Regions from separate parts of the Zea mays genome. Here region 1 is linked to region 2. A link is a contact called in public Hi-C data. All regions are on one chromosome and are shown on one strand. The core of a region is the stretch at or near the end of the contact, and the rest is flanking DNA. Distances in the headings are between cores, read along the strand shown. Region 1 holds the start of LOC100191918. Region 2 holds the start of LOC100274336.

Region 1 (5,592 bases), core at 1,672-4,171, 150 kb before region 2:
ATTGTTGTTGTTCTTTGGATCTCGAGTGATTCTTTGCACGGCCTGAAACCACTTGGTCTTGAACTTTGTCAGATTCTTGCTGAAGTGGATATTCAGGTCATCTTTTTTTTTCTGTCTTTGCTTACTATCTCTTTCTATCAAGGTTTGGTTCAGATATGGTGTTAGGCAACAGAAATTCTAGTAACAGCAGAAACATGAGAAGATATTGATGGCTGTGCTGAAGCTGAAGTTACGTTTATTATCATCCCGTGCAAACCATCCGCACGTAATTATTGCATAACACTAGGAGCTAGGGCTAGATTAGGAACTGTTACTGTAGCAAATAGATGATAAGACTCCTTAGGGAATGCAATCGAGGCTCCTGCCTAATAAACAAATGAAGTGGGAAAATAATCTATTTGCCGCTCATGGCAGTCTGCGCTTGTTGCACCTTGGCCCCAAAACCGCACTTCCTTGTGAGGAGGCTCCAGGACCGCCGGGGCTTCCCGAGCCGCCGGATCTCCTGCTTCATGCTCTTGCACTCCTTCTCCAGGTCCGACACCCGCGCTTTCACGTCGGTGATGGTCTCCTTCCCATCGGGTGCGTCGCCCTCTACGTCACTGTCGGCGTCTGCTTGCGGGCAGCCTGCGATGGCCGCGGTGCCCTTGGGGACGATGGCGCCGCCGGCGTGTGGGCGCGCGCCGTCGCCCCCTGCCGCGTTGTCTGACACGAAGAACCACCCGGCTATGGACGTTCGCAGGCGGAGCTGCTCGAAGAAGAGCACCTGCACCACCACCCGAAGCGGCAGCCGCTCGTTCTGCGCCGCGTGCGTGCACGCCTCCAGCGACAGCTTCTGGCAGTTCAGCAGCCGGCACAGCTGCTCCCTCTCCGATTCTGACAGCCACGGGTGCGACTGCAATACATACAGGTGCATGGCATGGCGACAAGATCACGAAGGGAAACGTGAATGCCCACGGTTCGCGATGTGTACCTTGAGGTATATATCGATGGCGCGGTAGATGCCGTCGTCGACGGGGCGCGCGTAGTCGGGCACCACGGCCGCGAGCGCCTGGAACTTGGGCAGCTTCAGGTTGGTGTCCGGCGCCACCTCCGCGAGGAAACCGTCCATGAGCTTGGCCACCATGGTGATCGGCGACAGCGACGACGACGGCGTCGCGCCTTGGGGTATCCCGAGGCTGCCGCCACCCTCCTCTGCCAGCGCCGGCGACGTGTACCCGGTCCCGATCCCGTCCGTGGACGACATGAAGTAGTCCAGGATCCGCTGCACGCAGTCGATGTCATAGAGCGTCTCGACGTGGTAGCCGAGGTTGGGCACGAGCAGGTCGTCCAGCGACGCGTCCTCCAGCTGCGCGCCGATCCGCCGCTCCAGATTCTCCCGGCACAGTGGGCTGGCGTGGAGGAGCATCGCCGTGCGCAGCATTCCCAGCAGGAACTTGGTGGAGGCCACGCCCTTCTTGGTCGGCAGCAGCGCCACGATCTCCTCCAGGAAGTACCTCTGGTCGCCCTCCGACGGAGCGGACACGCTGGCGGCGCGCGGGGTGATGTTGCGGCTGCTCATGCCACCGCCGGCGCCGCCGCTGCCGTCGGCGCCGTAGCTGGCCAGCGCGTTGCTGAAGCTGGTGTTGCGCTTCAGCCCCGGGAGGAACCGCCCGGCGTAGAACATGATGGCGCCGGCGATGCTCTCGTCGCGCATGCCCTTGGCCTCCATCGCCTGGATGAGGCGCTTGAACATGGGCAGGCTGAGGAAGGACACGTCCTCGTACCACCAGTCCATCCCGGCCGCCGCCGCCGCCGCGGCGGCGGAGGACGTCGTGTCGCCCGACCGGATGCCGTTCCAGAGCGCGTCCTTGTCGACGCTGGCGTTCCTGACCACTGGCGCGGCAGCGTCGGAGCCGCAGGCCTTGGAGGCCAGCGCCGTGATGCAGCGCGAGACGAGGTGCAGGTCCTCGGCAGTGGGGAGCACGCCCTCGCAGGTCTCGAGCGCCTTGATGGAGTCCTTCCAGTTGGCGAGCACGTCGACGAGGAAGCACTCGGCCTGCGTGATGAGGTTGCCCTCGGCGTAGTCGTCCGTCATGCGCAGGTACTCGGCGGCGCAGCGGAGGCACACCACGTTGAGCGCGTTGAGCTCGATCTTGACGTCGTAGCAGAACTTGGCCGCCAGCTCGAAGGCCTTGGCGCCTCCGGGGATGTCGTCCAGCTGCAGCGTGCACATGCCGCCGCCATCCGCCGGAGCCTGGTACTCGCTGATCATCCGCTGCAGCACGCCGCTCCGGCTCAGCAGCGGGAACTGCGCGCGTACCCAAGAGAGGCGCGGCGGTTCACTTCAGATTCGGAGCAAGCCGAGATCAGCACTCGAGAACAATGCGGCACTAACCTTGTGGAGGTAAAAGGACATCTCTCCGACTTCGACAACTACATCACTCTCGAGCTCGGTCGTGCATCTCCTGGGAAGATAATGAGATCAAGGTGAAAGTGTGAAATTTTGGAACACCAAGGACTCCTTTGGATTGGAGAGAAAAAAAACTATTTTTCAAAGGAGTACTGTGACATCTGCAGTAAAATTCGCTTTTGGACCGAATGGCAAGAAGGACAGACATGCTATTACAATAATTTAGGGTTTACTGTGCCAAAGAGACCGGCATATTTCTCGTAGAAATCCGGCTTAATATATTACATAGTATCCCAGTAATTTGAAAGAAGGCAGAACGTATCGTGAATCATCAACACACAAGCGAAAGAAATCGAGATAACCATGTGAGGTCTTGGAGGACGAAAATCTCCGGCTTGGAACCCAGCTTCATGGTGGCCATTATTGGCCTCCTGCTGCGCCAGTTCGTTATTCCAGTCGACGACTCCGGAACGACGATCTACCAGCCGGCCGGGGCCAAGCAGGATGATGGAGTGGTATCCACTGATCTATGCTTGCGTTTTTTTTGGGAAATGGAAGGCCAGGAAAGATGGTGGCCAAGTATTTATGGGTGGGACGTGGGAGTGGGAGAGATCAGAGATGGAAGGAATTCGATGTGCTCATGCAGACAATGGCGAGAGAGCACGCGGCCAGTCAAAGCTAGGCCCGGGTCCAAGGGAGCTGGGAGCGGGCACTGCTATCGTTCGGTGAAATTTTAGGCTGTGTCCATCCAGTGCCACCAGAAATATTTATTCATGGGAGCAGCTAACTGACAGCTGGGGCCTCCTCCCACTTGTTGATGCGTCCGGACCGGCCTGCCAGTGCTGGACCCTGTGTTTTATTCGGCTCCTGCCCCACTAGTCAGACGCTCATCGGTCCTCGGTAGCAGCAGGCGTCCCCGTGGTCATTTTGACAGGCGATCGACGGAGACCGGGAGAGGTGATGGATGGCCATGCATGCATCTCGCAGGAACACTGCCTGGTTAGTGGTCGCTGTCGGCCCTTGCACCACCTGGCCAGCAAGATCCACTTCTCAGGGGGTTGTCTGTTCGACCATCAGCTACTAATACTGTAGTAGATCTATCCGTTTACGCGCGCACCTGCGGAAATACACTCTGTAATCGAGTCTGAAGCAGGGTTCTACGGCGGCCAAAAACCGATCAGCACCGATAACCAGTTTAGGGCTTGTTCGGTTATTTTCAATCCATATGGATTGGAGAGGATTGATACGGATTGGAAGAGATTTTTACTTAGGGCTTGTTCGGTTAGCTCCCAATCCATGTGGATTAAGTGGGATTGGGTGGGTTTAAATCCCAAGCAAGTCAAATTTCTTCACAAGTTTTTCCAATCCCGTCCAATCCATTGTTAATGGGATTAACCGAACAAGGCCTTACTAGGGATTGAAACCCCCTCAATCCCTCTCAATCCATATGGATTGGGATAGAACAGAACAAGCCCAGTCACGTTCGTTTTCTCTCCAATTCATGTAGGGGCTTGTTTGTCTTGGTCAATGTATGTGGATTGAGTGAGTTTAAATCTCAAACAAGTTAAAATCTTTCATCATTTTTTCAATCTCATCTAATCCACATGGGATAGAAATAAATGAACAAGGCCTAAATTGAAGGGGATTGGATGGGTTTAATCCATAGCAAGTCAAAATCTCTACTATTTTTTTTCAATCTCATCAAATCCATATGATATAGGAATGATCAAACAAGACTTTATCGTGATTAATCGGGATAAACCGGTAGAAAAGGACCAAATACAAATCCAAACCAGCTTTTGATTTTCATCGGTTCGGGAACGGTTTATCGGCCGATACGACTGATTAATTGGTCATCATTTTGATAAACCAGTAGCAATGCATGAGAAACCAAACCTTTTTTTGGCAAATAGAGCACATTTAGGTCACAAAATTTTTAAAAAGGGCCTAAATGTTATCACAAGTACAATAACAACATTTAGCGGTTCAAAATGCATTACATGATACAGTTGCATGGTTCATATACATTGCATGCCACAGTTTCATACTTCACAAATACTACCGAAGATACAATACAACCTCCGATGAAGATCATTCCCACATTTGTGCATTCTACTGATCATATGTCATATTATACTCCTCCGATGAGAGCAACATAATACATTGCTCACGCATCAACTGTAACTTGTTCTTCGCCCAAGTCTGCCCAGTCCACGTAGAAGTGTACTCCACGAGTCCACCAACATTTGGTAGTACTCAGGCTCCTCCTATTGGTACACCCACATCATCGGTTGCCGAGTCACTTCACCGACCGGATAATTCACATACGGAAGGAGTGAAGATGAACCTTGTCTTTCATTGCTAGAATCGGGGGTCCAATACAATTGTTGTAGGTCGTGGTGTCCCATCCCGTGAACGTGGTCCTACACTCCCTAGGTGTGTCGTGATCTTGGTTTTATGTAGCATCTTCTCCTTCTAAGAAGGTGTTCTCCCAATTCCCAAACATGGCACGAATACCTGAGAGCACCTAGAGGGGGGGTGAATAGGTGATCCTGTAAAACTTGAACTTAATGCCACAAACACTTGGTTAAACGTTAGCACAGTATTGCCAAGTGGCTGGAGAGGAGTCTCAACAAAACACAATAACCACAAGAGATCAATCACAGAGATGGCACAGTGGTTTATCCCGTGGTTCGGCCAAGACCAACGCTTGCCTACTCCACGTTGTGGCGTCCCAACGGACGAGGGTTGCACTCAACCCTTCTCAAGTGGTCCAAAGACCCACTTGAATACCACGGTGTTTGCTTTTCTTTTCTATATCCCGTTTGCGAGGAATCTCCACAACTTGGAGTCTCTCGCCCTTACAAAGATGTTCACAAAGAACCACGGAGTAAGGGAGGGATTAGCAACTCACACAAGACACAAAGATCACAGCAAGTACGCACACACAAGACCCAGACTTAAGCTCAAAAGACTAGCACACTAGAACGGAGCTCAAAGCACTAGAATGTCGAACAAGTGCGCAAGAATGAAGTGTGAGTGATCAAGAGTGCTCAAGGAATGCTTGGTGTCCTCCTCCATGCGCCTAGGGGTCCCTTTTATAGCCCCAAGGCAGCTAGGAGCCGTTGAGAGCAATCCAGGAAGGCAATTCTTGCCTTCTGTCGCCTGGCGCACCGAACAGTCCGGTGCACAACCGGACACTG
Region 2 (5,570 bases), core at 2,400-4,899:
TTCAGACATCTTCGGAGACACTAAAAAACTGTTTTCAGCTCCGAAGCTTAAAAACTTAAAAAGCTAAGCAAATCTTGGTACGCAAGAGCTAAAAATTGAGTGAGCGAGAACAGCTGGCAAGAGAGCGTGCCAAATGAGCTCGTGGTATGCTCTTATTTATACGCCCAGTGCGTGAAAGATTGAAAGACCCCGCCTGTCAGTGAATATTGCTATTCTAGCAAAGGGAAGGTGTTTTTGCGGACCTTCGGCTTAAAGCCTTCGTTCATGTCGCAATCTGAATTTATCGATTTAACAAATTAACATTGCGAGGGGCTACTGTTGGGGGCCTTCGGCTCCGAAGGTCCTCAAAAACAGGATTTAACAGTGTTTCTGGAGTATAATGTGTGAACAGGTATCTTTGGACCCGAATCGGTACCACAGTGGGAGAAGCTCAAAGAATACGAAGGTTGATACAGCGCCGAAGGAGTGAGCAGGAAAGCTTCGGCGTGACTGCAGAAAAGGAAACCGACTTAAAGATGAAAAGGCTATTTAAACCTCGGTGGATTACTATAGAACTACTACCAAATGTAAAGGGCATGGATGTAATTTTATATGGGTTGTGTTCCGTGCCTATAAATAGGTGAACAGTACCCCCGTACTGTTCACGCTGACTTGGCATTTGCTTTTTGCGTCACGCTTGTACTTTTACTTCCTTCCAAGCTGAAGGTACATCTGTAACTTGATGTCGTTTTTATTCTTCAATAATAATAATACAGAAATGAATTGATAACAACATATAATTGCCTACATTTTACTTCATATTCCATATTTCATATGCTTCTTCTTTTATTTAACATATACTGCGATGATGAAGGTATGTCTTTCATGACCTTCGTCTGAAGATCATTATATCCTAAGGGAAATAATGCTTCGAAGGACGAAGGGTATTAACATTTAACATCTTGTGTTGCCTTGTTCTTAATTCATAGTATTTGAGAACAAGTCCCCAACATCTAGCAACCCCAAGTTTATGCCATACTTTAAGGTAACTTATGCCCTATTTGATTTTAAGTAACTCATGCTATACTTCAAGGTATTATACTATAACTGTTATATTTTTAGGACTGTATTGGAGCGATCGACGGTACTCATGTTCCTATTACTATATCTCCTAGCTTGCAAGACCCATATCGAAATAGAAAGGGTGGTCTATCACAAAATGTAATGGTGGCATGTGACTTCAATAGTAAATTTGTGCATGTCAGTGCTGGATGGGAAGGATCAGCTGCAGATGCCCGAGTGTTACAGGATGCAATGGCTCATGGTTTCTATGTTCCTATTGGCAAATTTTATTTAGTTGATGCAGGATATGCAAATACTCCTAATTTTATAGCTCCATACCGTAATGTTCGATATCATTTGCAAGAGCAAGCTAGAAGTAATCTAAGGCCAAGCAATGCAAAAGAGTTGTTCAACTTACGACATGCTGGAAATATGTAACCCTCATATTTTCCGCTCTAATCTCAATTTTCCCTAGAACAAACAAAATTCAAATGACATGAACCAAACAGGGATCACCAGAGAAGTGCTAAACTATGCAAATATGTAACCCTAGCTAGAAATAAGAGAGAATATAGTGAATATACCAGCCTTGTCTTCCTTCCCAGATCCTCCTCGCGTGCTGGGAGCGACAGGGAGGCGAGGGAGCTGGGCTGCAGTGAGGCAAGGAAGCTGGGGACGAGGCTGGGACTACAGGGAGACGGTGGCTCACGGAGGGAAACCAGCAAGGTTCACGGACGAGGCTGGGACGGTGCGGGAGGGAAACTAGCGAGGCTCACGGACGAGGCTCGGACGGCTCGGGTCCGAGGGAGCCTAGGAGAGCCGATGGTGAACGCGACAGGGAGACGGCGGCTCACGGCGAGGGAGGTGGCGGCTCACGGCGAGAGATCCTGGGGACGGTGCGGCCGCGGGGATCCGAGGGAGCTGGGGGAGACGGTGGCTACCGCGACAGGGAGACGACGGTGGCAGGCGAGGGAGGTGGCGGCTCACGACGATAAATCCTGGGGGCGGCGCAGGTCCGAGGAACCCTGGGGAGGCGGCGGCTATGGAGAAATGGAGCGTCTGTGATGGAGAAATGGGCTAGCGGCGGGTTCTGAGAGGACAGAGAGAAAACAGAAGGCGCGAGACGGGTCAGGTGGAGGGAAAATTGCGCGCCAGCGTGCGCGTGAAGAAAAACTTGGGTCCAGACCTGTGTGTCAAATACTGTAAAAATACCACAGTTTTGGCTAAACTATGGTATTAGAAACTCTGTTTTCTAATGATCTCCTAAACAGATTTTGGTCCAGAATACTCTAGTATTAGCTAATACCACGGTATTTCTCAAAAACCTTAAAAAACTCCGCTTCCAAACAGGGCCTAATGCACTGTACTGTCTTGAGATGTGTTTAAAGGGCTAACATAAAAAAACACCATGTCTTCACGAAGACACACCTCTAGCTCGGTCTTCTAATCCCAAGGCACAACTTCACTAGTACTAACTCCGTTCTCGAATATTTATTATTTGCCAGTTCATTTTTGAGCTAAAATGTGAGAAATAAAAAAGAACAAAGGAACCCATATAAATGAGTCATATGTCTTAGAGAACTTTTATCGAATACTCCCTCTAGTCTTCAAATACTTGATGTTTAAACAGTTTTCACTTTGGATGCAAATATTTGATGTTGAAGCATTTGAAGCTCATTTTCTCCCATGATCTAGGTGGTCTACATATTCTCCCATGCATAGCTGCTAATTACTACTCTTTATTTTCCCACACGCAAGTCACAAGGGACGTCTATGCATGCATTATAGGACGTACAGCCAGGAGATTCGAATCTCACGAGCTGGCTATTTGAATGGCTTGCGGTCAAATTGCTGCCATCTTGGCCAACACCTGCTTGTGTTTGCTATGTACCCTAGAGTATTTATTAGGGGTATTATAGGAAAGAACAATCGTATTTAATAACTCCTTGGTATATGAGATTATGTCTAAAACATCAAGTATTTAAAGACCGAAGGAAGTAAGATAATATATATATATATATATATATATATATATATATATATATATTAGTTGTGTCTTTTACTTTAAAAACTGCATTATAGTTTCAGGATTACATATGACCTAATATCAAAAAGAAAATGCTGCATAACAAGACCTTGCATGTTTTCCAAGACTGGAAACCATGAGGAAAGGAAAATCTTAACGGCCGTACAGTACAGCTGCGCCGCCGCAATCTCCCTCTTCTGACAGCACCCGGATCTCCGGCTTTCCGGTTCTCCGCACCTCTCTCCTATAGTCCTATGTTGTTTACTTCTTTCTTTCTTGGTTCACAAGCCAACGATCGGCGCCTACCCCTTCTCTCCCGTGAATATCACAGCCGTCCACGTTCTGGGGCCGACAATCCCTGCGACGTCAGATGCTGTACGTGCCGGGGTTCGGTCGTGCATGTCTATGGATTTGGTAACTGGCTGTATCCGTGATTCACTCCGTAATATTTCGCGTTCAATTGATGATTGGTATGAAAAGTAGGCATAGGCACGACGAGGCAGGGAAAGCCTTCGTGCTGCGTACTCCTATATTAGGCTCGCTCCGGAAGGCGAGCAGGCCCCTCCCCTCGCCCTCGCCCTCGCCCCCGTCCGCCGCCGAGTGTTTGGGAAGCGAGCAAGCCGCTCCTCCCCATCCTTGTTCTACGATTGCCCCGCGCGCATCCCATTCCCACGTCGAAGCGGCCGAGGTAGTCCCGGCTGTTGCCAGCGAGCGATGGCGAGCAACGGCATGTCGCTTGTGCATCGAGCCGCCGAGGCGGTGCGCCGCACGCCGCGATGGAAGAAGAGGCTCGTCTTATTCGCCGTCGGGTGCGTCTAGCGGCCTCGCCTCCCCCACGCATTTGTTTTTTTTACCACGTGATTTTCGTCCCCCGTTTCTTGTCGTTTGACCTCCGTCAACCGCGCCGCCGTCGTGCTGCGTTGGGCCGTGTGCTTTGGTGCATTCTGTCACTACAGCTTCCTGAATTCATGTAGAGCTTTTCCTTCCAGGCTCGGAGCAATGGCGTTATGGAGGTTTTTTTTTCATAAGTTATTCGGCCGATCGGTTGAATTTTAAATTGCTTGGATATATTTTTTCTTTTACGAATATAATTCCATCAATACATGATGGCCTGTAAGGCTGTAACACCACAGTTCGGTTACGCCATCGTAGATCCCTATCCGTTATTTCGTTTCCTCAAGTTTCGTTTGTTAAACCACACTGCGTCTGCGTTGATGTGTAAATGTGCTCGATTGTCTGATAAACTAGTAAATGGATCTAATCGTTCTCCTGCTGATATGTCGGTTGTTTATTGGGTCAGAAACAAGGATTTTGTGATCTTAAATTGGCAATCTTGCAATTTACTCGAATATTTCTGGGAGATGAGCCATATATATAAATTTAAAATTGCGAATCATATCACGCTTCCTTATTTATATATTTAGAAATGCAAATCATATCATGCTTCCTTATTTATTATAAATTTAAAATGCCAATCATATCATGCTTCCTTATTGCACGCTTCATCTTGTTTCGTGGTTGAATTAGCCGGGTACCTGGTGCATGCCAAATTTAGAGTGGGTTTTCTAGGTATTTAAATTGATTATATTGTCCATGTATTGCAACGCTACATATGGACCTATGTGCTTGGATTAAATGAGATGATAGAAGCTAAAATTTTCCATTTTTTTTCTTATACCGGTAGATGCGATTCCAATTATGAGCAGTAGTTATGCTTTGGTTCATTCTACCACCGTGTGAATGTAATACTTCCTGAATTCTTACAGTTGTCACCTTTTATTGACAAATGTTTTCACATAATACTTCAGTTTTAGGTCAGGGGCATTGTTAAGCATCTATTTTTTTTGTTTGGTCGATCACATGGATTTTTAAATTGCTTACATTGATGTTCTAATTTTGTAAATATGTTCCTTAATCGTATTTTTTCTACAGTGGTTCATTGTTTTTGCTTGGTTTGTTAAACCACACCATATTCCTTATCAAAGTCAGTATAAAAACCATGTTAAAAGATGTGCTTTGTTTTGTATTTATCATTTATGAGTGTTTATATGGGATCACATACAAGACTTTTGTGGTTTCATATATATGATCCAGCATATTACTTGGATATTTCTGAAACATATGTCATGCCCAACACATGCAATTTACATCAGAACGTCCTTCCTTATTTCACAGTTCTATCCTTGTTGTTTTATTGATGATTTAACTTGGTACGTTTTGAATCTGGGATTTAGGGAGCAGGCAGTAGGTGATCTAGGTATTCGAGTTTGTTACAATTAATGTGTCATGAGAATATGCAATATGCTATATGTGTATATGTTTTTTTATTATTTCTCATCTAGTTAATGATATAGCAGAAAATGAAATTCTTCCATTTTTTATTTCCTCTACCCGGAATGTGTTTCAAATTCTGCAGCAGCACGTGTAGCTGTTCACCACGCTGTTTGATGATCACTAAAATGTAGGTAACGTTGTTTTAGCAGTTTGGAATTGTTTCCTTGGT

The links. Hi-C and Micro-C count contacts between places; a contact is called where the count stands out from the background.
Region 1: a contact with region 2 is called in a Hi-C map of leaf, with 5 times the contacts expected there. The contact joins the promoter of LOC100191918 here to the promoter of LOC100274336 in region 2. A contact is called at or near these places in 2 of 25 Hi-C or Micro-C datasets (leaf and leaf mesophyll).

The regions. Positions count from the first base shown.
Region 1 is chr3:196,108,262-196,113,853 of Zm-B73-REFERENCE-NAM-5.0, reverse strand. LOC100191918 reads right to left here and starts at 2,921. Exons shown (of 4, transcript NM_001137342.1): 1 at 2,752-2,921; 2 at 2,375-2,444; 3 at 971-2,287; 4 at 220-892. The coding sequence starts at 2,810. The coding sequence ends at 395. It overlaps LOC100282807, which reads left to right. Exons shown (of 12, transcript NM_001367093.1): 12 at 1-48.
Region 2 is chr3:195,958,520-195,964,089 of Zm-B73-REFERENCE-NAM-5.0, reverse strand. It overlaps LOC100274336, which reads left to right and starts at 3,649. Exons shown (of 10, transcript NM_001148697.1): 1 at 3,649-3,876. The coding sequence starts at 3,782.